Regions from separate parts of the Zea mays genome. Here region 2 is linked to region 1. The links are chromatin contacts, called in public HiChIP or PLAC-seq maps. All regions are on one chromosome and are shown on one strand. The core of a region is the stretch at or near the end of the contact, and the rest is flanking DNA. Distances in the headings are between cores, read along the strand shown. Region 1 holds the start of LOC100384395 (putative phospholipase, patatin family protein). Region 2 holds the start of LOC100158226 (isopentenyl transferase IPT5).

Region 1 (3,749 bases), core at 187-2,686:
CCTACATGGAAAGACCCTAGTGAAGCACCCCCACTCAAGAGCAGCGCTGTCCTCCCAAAGGCATGTCAGGTCTCCTGGACAAAGGCAAGCTTCTCTTCCAATAGTATCTCGTCGGTGTCAGATTCGCACACCATTCTTAGTTGAGTAGAAACCTCTTCAATGTATTCCTTTATAAGCTTAGGAACCTGCACTGCGACAGATCAGCCGTGTTACTGGTATGATGGTGATGCTGAATTCAGAGTTTCAGTGATCTTTGGCCATGCTGAATTTCTTGTTGTAAGAAACTAAGTAAGAGGTCATTTTGTATTCTCAAGGCCATCAACAATTACAAAACATCAGCAAACAAATATATTACTACGAATCAGAGTGAGTGAATTAGTAGAACCTACAGTTACTTTGTCAATTACCTCTAGCCTGCCCTTGTGAAGTTCAGGGTTGCACATGTTCCCCAAGTTCCTAACAAGATCGCCACGCATGCAGAATACCACGTCCCGGAGCGACCCGTCCTCCCTCCGTCTCCGGATCTCCTCAAGCCTGTCCCTGATGAGCTCCTCGTCGTAGAAATCCGCCTCACCTGCTCAGACATCCTGTCGAGCACCTTGGCGGCGCGCGCCCAGACCTCGTACGTACCGGCACGCAGCATGGCTTTCTCGTACTGCCTGCGCCGGCGCGCGAGCGCCGCCCGCGACCGCGCGCCGGAGAGCTTCCGCAAGAAGAGGGCGAAGAGGACGACCATGAGGAGGACGCCGTGGGTGTTCCTGAGGTGCAGCCAGGACGCCGCCACCGGCAGCGCCGCGCCGCGCACGCGCGAGATGGCGGCGTACGCGCACGCCCGCAGGCGCCACAGCGAGCTGAAGAGGAGCACGCGGAGCGCCACCCCGCGGCCCAGCAGCGTCGACGGCCCGATCCTGAAGGAGCCGACGCTCGCTTCCCCGGACTCGTCCATTGGTAGATGGAGCTAGCGATCTTTGTGAGCTTGATCAGCAGCAGAAGGGAAAAAAAACCCTCAAAACCCAAATTGGTTTGAGCTCTTCAGCACCGACATCAATAGAGGAAACGGTAAGAAATCCCCAATTCGCATCAATCAAGTCATCGCCGCCGAAGGCCTTCAGCTACTCAAATCCGAGCTAAAAGAATCGAAATTGAGTAGCGCAGGGTACCGGATAAAGAAAACGCGAGCTAAACCAACCAGTCAGTCGCGCGCCTCCGATGTCTGCCTCGACTCGGCACACAACGCATGAAGAAGATGTGACGCGTGCCGTGGGAGATATGAAGCCCCCGAAAAAACTGGAAATGAAGAAAATGGGAAGAGGTGTAGTAGATAAGCACAAGACTCAGATTATCTTGGCCGAATCAATCGATCAGAGATCGTGTAGAACTGTGATGTTAGAATGAGACAAAAAAAGGAAAACCCTCAGCGTGGAAGGAAGGTGAGGCGAGGAGTGGACGCAATGATAAAACCATGGCGCCGCGAGGATACGGCGGCGTCAGACTGGGCGGGCAATAATGGCTGCGCGAGAAGGGGAGAAACGGATCGCTCCTCGCCTTTTCTAGTTCCAGAAGAGGACGACGATGAAACGGGAGGAGGTTGCTGCTGTTTGGTTCCGTTCCTGGCTTTTGCGGGAACAAGTCGTCGCAATCGCAACTCGCAAAGGGCGAGACCGTTTGTGTGTACGGACACTCGTCCGTTTCGCGACGGAGCACACGAAACTCAACTCACACACAGTATTACCATCCATAGTTCCATACATAGTCCACTACAGAGACTGTGTCAAAAGATGTTTGGTTTCTATGGACATCTATTTTTTAGTTTTTAAATTAATAAATATATAGACTGAAGCTTTATATTTAGCAATTTAAAGATTAAAATAGAATAAAATGAATGACTAAAAAATAGTCTCTAGAAATCAAACACACTAAGATTTTGTTTGGTTGCTCTAGTATTGATTTAATCTATGTACGTTGAGATGGATTAAGGTGTAAATTAGTTTAAATTACATTCCAATTCAAATCAATACATGTGGATTGAGCTCAATACTAGAGTAAACAAACTAGGCCTAAAAAGAACACCTTAAGAGCAACTCCAATCCAAATCAATACATGTGGATTGAGCTCAATACTAGAGTAAACAAACTAGGCCTAAAAAGAACACCTTAAGAGCAACTCAGTAAGGTTGATAGACCATGTCCTAAATAAATTACGAAGTTAAAGTTATAGATTTAGATAAATAGTTTTATTTATTATTTAGATTAAAAGTATTTTAAATATCTATAGTCGACCCAAATCCTCTACTGGTCTTGGTCTATATATCTATCTCTACTTTATTATTATAAAGCACTAGACATCGTGTGTCGCGTGAAGTTAATGTACCTATTCCTTATCTTACGTGTAACCAACCATACAATTATCGTGAGCGTTTTATTCTCAAACTGTTATATATTAACACCAATTAGGTTGATAGTTTCTGTATATTATATAAGTATATTATGTTTTAATAAGTCGTAAAAATACGTGTTCTATTGACTATGTGGATATGCCAACGACCAAGGTTCAAAACCCAACCAACCCTATTTGTACATACATTTTTTACTTGTCTTTACCTTCACATATCGGGAAGGGTCTCGAACCACTGTAGTCAGTTTTGTGTATTTATTGTGGTCAGAAATTTTATTAAATATTTATGTGTCGTCGTATCAAGCATTATACTGTACTAAGGCTATATTCAAACGATTACTTCTAAATTTTATCTCCTATATCCTACTTTACTCCAACGATAACACTATCTCTCCCTCTATTTCACTTCAATCCATAAGGTTGTCTCCAGCAACAACCCCTAAATTCCATCCTCTAAACGAATATTTTATGTCATTTACAACACGTTTTGAAAAATTTCATCCTCTATGTCTTCATCGTCTCCAGCAACGTCTCCTAAAAATCATCATCTATATCTCATCCTCTTTAATATACCAACTCAATTAACCATTCCTAAAAAAATAAACAAAGGTTTGGCTTCAACACGACATTATCAAGTAATAGACCTGAATTAGCAATTCCTAAGATTTTGAACAAATAAAACAAGAACGATCGTTTTACTAGGCGGCATTTCATCAAACATGTGTCCTGTGTCGTCCTCAAAGAGTGAAGTAGGCGGCCTAGATCACCGCTGGTGAGCTGGCTACTCATGTCCGCGACCTAGATCACCGCTGGTGAGCTGGCTGCTCATGCCTGCGACGCGGCGCCACATCCAAGGTCGTCGTCGAGAACGTCGACTCCATGTGCGTGGTCTACGTTGGGGTCGTCCACATCACCGCATTCGCCAGCTTTTCCACTTGTGCATCGTTGTGGTCTTGCTGCCGCGCTCCGAGGAGATCGATGCAGCACGCGCATAGCTATCTTCACCTCTTCGTCGTCGTAGTTGAAAGGGAATTAGGCTTACACCTAGTCCCTAATTAATTTTGGTGGTTGAATTGTCCAACACAAACATTTAGACTAACTAAGTTTGCCCAAGTGTATAGATTACACAGGTGTAAAAGGTTCACACTCAGCCAATAAAAAGACCAAGTTTTGGATTCAACAAAGGAGCAAAGTGGGAACCGAAGGCCCTCTGGTCTGGGAGCACCGGACTGTCCGGTGTACACCGGACAGTGTCCGGTGCACCACCGGACAGTGTCCGGTGCACCAGAGGACTCCAACTCGAACTCGCCACCTTCGGGAATTTCCAGAGGCACTCGCGCTATAATTCACCGGAC
Region 2 (3,879 bases), core at 1,097-3,596, 180 kb before region 1:
TCCGACAGTTTTGTGGCATGGACATGGACAAGAGGCTGGAGCTGCTGCTGAAATGGTGCCTCCGGGAGACTTGCGATGCTGGGAAGGAATGCATGAGGATAAACTACCACGGCACGAAGCAAGTCACCCGAGCACTCCTGCCACTGCTGCTGGCCTCCGACAGCGGAAGGATCGTCAATGTCTCCTCGGTGCTTGGGCAGCTCAGGGTTCGTACACGAATCTATCAATCCAGTCGTTCCCTTGTGCTACCTCTTTCAGTAGGCTTGCTGACGGGTCGAGTGAGTCCATGCACGCAGTTTTTCGGCAGCGAGGCGCTGAAGCGGGAGCTGGACGACGTGGCGAGCCTGACCGAGGAGAGGCTGGACGAGGTGGCGGGCGCGTTCGTGGCGGACCTGGAGGCCGGCGCCGTGGAGGCGCGAGGGTGGTGGCCCGCCGGGTTCTCGCCGGCTTACATGGTGTCCAAGGCGGCGCTGAACGCCTACTCGCGCGTCCTGGCGCGGAGGCACCCCGCGCTGCGCGTCAACTGCGTGCACCCGGGCTTCGTCAGGACCGACATGACCGTCAACTTCGGCATGCTCACGCCCGAGGAAGGCGGCAGCAGGGTGGTGGCCGTCGCTCTGCTCCCCGACGGCGGGCCCACCGGCGCCTACTTCCAGGAGCGCCAGCAGGCGCCGTTCGTGTGACGCGCTCTGCCTCTGCTCTGCTTCCTTCACCACCCGATGCTTGATAGCTATGTATCTCTTGAAGTTTTCGCTTGATAATAGTTGATACACATTCAATCCCCGCGCGTAATCTCTCCGTTGCAAAAATAATGGAATCCTAAGTTTTGGACAAGTAAAAATTTCTCAACTTTTGATCAACCTATCGACGAGATGAATCATGGGATAAATACATATGTTTTGCGAAGATGGAGACACAAAATTTCTCCATGGGAATCCATCCTCGACGGAGAATTCGACGGGTGGATGCTGCCGAGCCGTGCATTTTCGCACTCGTAGATGACGCGTCTACGCAGTACGCAGGTGCTTCGAACTGCTGCACGCGCTTTGCACAGGAACTTGCATTTGCTGAACCCATTTCCCGTGCTCCTGTTTGTCCGCTGTTTCCATCGTCCGACTCCGACCGGCGGCACTCCTCTGGTCTGCCTCTCGTAGCAGGCTAGCGGCGGCTAGTAGGCCCCGTGGTACCGGGCCGGACCGATTGGATTGGACGGAGGCGGGCGCGCACGCACCACACGCCCCCGGTGTCCGGGCGTCCGTACGCCGTACTCCCTCCCCGCTGCCCGCGTCACGCGTCCCTCCAACCAGGCGACGAAACGACTCCACCCTCCACTCACTCGGCCGCCGCACGCAGCCCTAGGCCGTAGCCCAATATGAGTGCGCGCCGCGGCGGCTAGGCCTCCCGAGTCCCGCCGCCTCCCCAACCCCGCCCAGGCGCAGGCGGGGCGGCGGCCACCACCAGCACGGCACGCACCACACCACCAGTCTCTGTCCGCGATCCGATCAGTAGCGTAGCGCTAGCGGCAGTCGCTCTCGAGCGCGGGGCGCTGTTGCTGCCCTGTGGTCTGTGGACGTCCGGCGGTCCGGAGGCCGTGCAGTGCACGATCGTCCTGTACGTTGGAATTGGATCGCCTTTGCTGCTGCTGCTGCGCGAGTGGGTGGCTCAATTCTTCGATGCGTTTCCGACGGCCCTTTTGCCCTTTATTTTCCCTCCTCCTTGGCAGCTTGCGGCGGACGACATGGTGGTGTCCTGTCCTCTCGTCGTCCTCACCACAGAGAAGGCCACCGCAGCTAAGCTAGTGCAAACCATGCGGGGCTAAGCTAGTAACATTATTCTCCGTGCATGCACTGTGTCACTGCATGATGATCGTCGTTTTCGAAAGAAGCTAGATGACGACCAAGACCAGCAGGTAGTCCGCGCGGAAGAAAGCGACGAGACACTCTAGTCAACTCTCTCTTGGGCCTTGGCTTGCCGTGGATATACATGGATCGGAGGTCAACTCTCCCATGGTGGCTTGCCGCTTGCCTGCTCTGCCTCAATCTGTTGCCTTGTTCGTCGTCGTCGTCGTGTCGTGCGACGGCAAAAGAGAAAGCCACTCGCTGCCGGTACTTGCATCGCCAGTCGCCACTCGCCACCTTATCTAAACCGAATCATGCAGTGCGGTCAACCGCGGTCGCTGTAGCGCGCGGCCCTGCATTTGGAGACGCCCCCGCCCTATAAATACCCATGCTTTGCTCTGCTTCTGCTCCCACACCACGCAGACGCAGCCAAGCAAGCAGCCAAGGAAGGAAGCTAGCTAGCTAGCTGATCACAAAGCAGGGCCGATTCCCGATCCGGCAGCATCCATGGCGGCCCCCGCGATGGCAGCGCCGCCGCCACCGCCGGCCTGCTTCCCCATGCCCACCAGGCTGACGATGCCGCCGACGTCGATCACGCTCCCGGACCCGCCGCCGCTGTCTGTCGGCGGCGCCTGCAGGCGCGTGGCGGCCAAGCACAAGGCCGTGGTGGTGCTGGGCGCCACGGGCACCGGCAAGTCCCGCCTGGCGATCGACCTCGCGCTGCGCTTCGGCGGCGAGGTCATCAACTCGGACAAGATCCAGGCGCACGCCGGCCTGGACGTGGCCACCAACAAGGTGGGCCTCGCCGAGCGCGGGCGGGTGCCGCACCACCTGCTGGGCGTGGTGCACCCGGACGCCGAGTTCACGGCGGCCGACTTCCGCCGCGAGGCCTCGCGCGCCGCGGACCGCGCCGCGGCGCGGGGCCGGGTGCCCGTCATCGCCGGCGGCTCCAACTCGTACGTGGAGGAGCTCGTCGAGGGGGACCGGCGCGCGTTCCGGGACCGGTACGAGTGCTGCTTCCTCTGGGTGGACGCGCAGCTCCCCGTGCTGCACGGCTTCGTCGCCCGCCGCGTCGACGACATGTGCCGGCGCGGCCTCGTCGACGAGGTGGCGGCCGCGTTCGACCCCCGCCGCACCGACTACTCCAGGGGCATCTGGCGCGCCATCGGCGTGCCGGAGCTCGACGCCTACCTCCGGGCGCGCGGCCGCGGCCACGGCCACCACCACGACCAGATGCTCGCCGCGGCCCTCCACGAGATCAAGGCCAACACGTCCCGCCTCGCCGTGCGCCAGCGCGGCAAGATCCAGCGGCTCGAGCGCATGTGGCGCGTCCGCCGCGTCGACGCCACGGAGGTGTTCCTGAAGCGCGGCCTCGCCGCCGACGAGGCCTGGCAGCGGCTGGTCGCCGCGCCCTGCATTGACGCCGTCAGGTCCTTCCTGCTGGAGGACCAACAAGAGTACAGCAGCATGGGCACCGCCGGCGCCATGTTGCCTGCCGCCGTCGCAGCCGCGGCTGTCTAACACAACACAAGTACACAATAACACAACACACACGGAACCGGAACGCTGCCCAGAGTCCTCCACACGTGGCCACGCGCGCCAGCCTCCATTGGCGATCGGCGCAATGCTCTGCTGCGGTCAACCGCGCGGTGACCCGGCAGAGTAGCGCAGATCATATAGTTGATCCTGGTCAGGGGAAACTGGGAAAAGTAATGATTTTGTCCCCATTTTCTCTGTAATATTTTTTTTTGGCACGAGATATGATGCGATCGAGCGCGGGAGCGAGTTTTGAGTATGGAATAAGGCCCTGTTCCAAGAATGCGAAGTAGACGCCGGCACTGTTGGTTTTGGGGGGTGGTGATGTATTTCTTATTATGAGATTAGATGTGAATAGTGTCTAGTCAGTATCGTAATCTGAACGTTTCATGCTCACCATTGAGATGTGTTATCAAGAATCTAGCTGGTTGCGCACTTGCAATAGTCTAGAACTCTCTCTACACTCGTTTCGATCGCTTCTGTTCTTTTTCAATATGTCCTTTGC

The links. HiChIP or PLAC-seq counts read pairs in DNA pulled down with a chosen protein or histone mark.
Region 2: a contact with region 1 is called in an H3K4me3 HiChIP or PLAC-seq map of leaf, with 2.8 times the contacts expected there. The contact joins the promoter of LOC100158226 here to the promoter of LOC100384395 in region 1. A contact is called at or near these places in 1 of 25 Hi-C or Micro-C datasets (leaf) and 1 of 3 datasets of contacts at active chromatin or transcription factors (leaf).

Annotation. Positions count from the first base shown.
Region 1 is chr5:3,422,240-3,425,988 of Zm-B73-REFERENCE-NAM-5.0, reverse strand. LOC100384395 (putative phospholipase, patatin family protein) reads right to left here and starts at 1,436. Exons shown (of 2, transcript NM_001176937.1): 1 at 408-1,436; 2 at 1-185. The coding sequence starts at 946. The coding sequence ends at 410.
Region 2 is chr5:3,603,802-3,607,680 of Zm-B73-REFERENCE-NAM-5.0, reverse strand. It overlaps LOC100158226 (isopentenyl transferase IPT5), which reads left to right and starts at 2,346. Exons shown (of 1, transcript NM_001127722.1): 1 at 2,346-3,359. The coding sequence starts at 2,346. The coding sequence ends at 3,359. It overlaps LOC100217017 ((+)-neomenthol dehydrogenase), which reads left to right. Exons shown (of 5, transcript NM_001143393.1): 4 at 9-206; 5 at 297-832. The coding sequence ends at 683.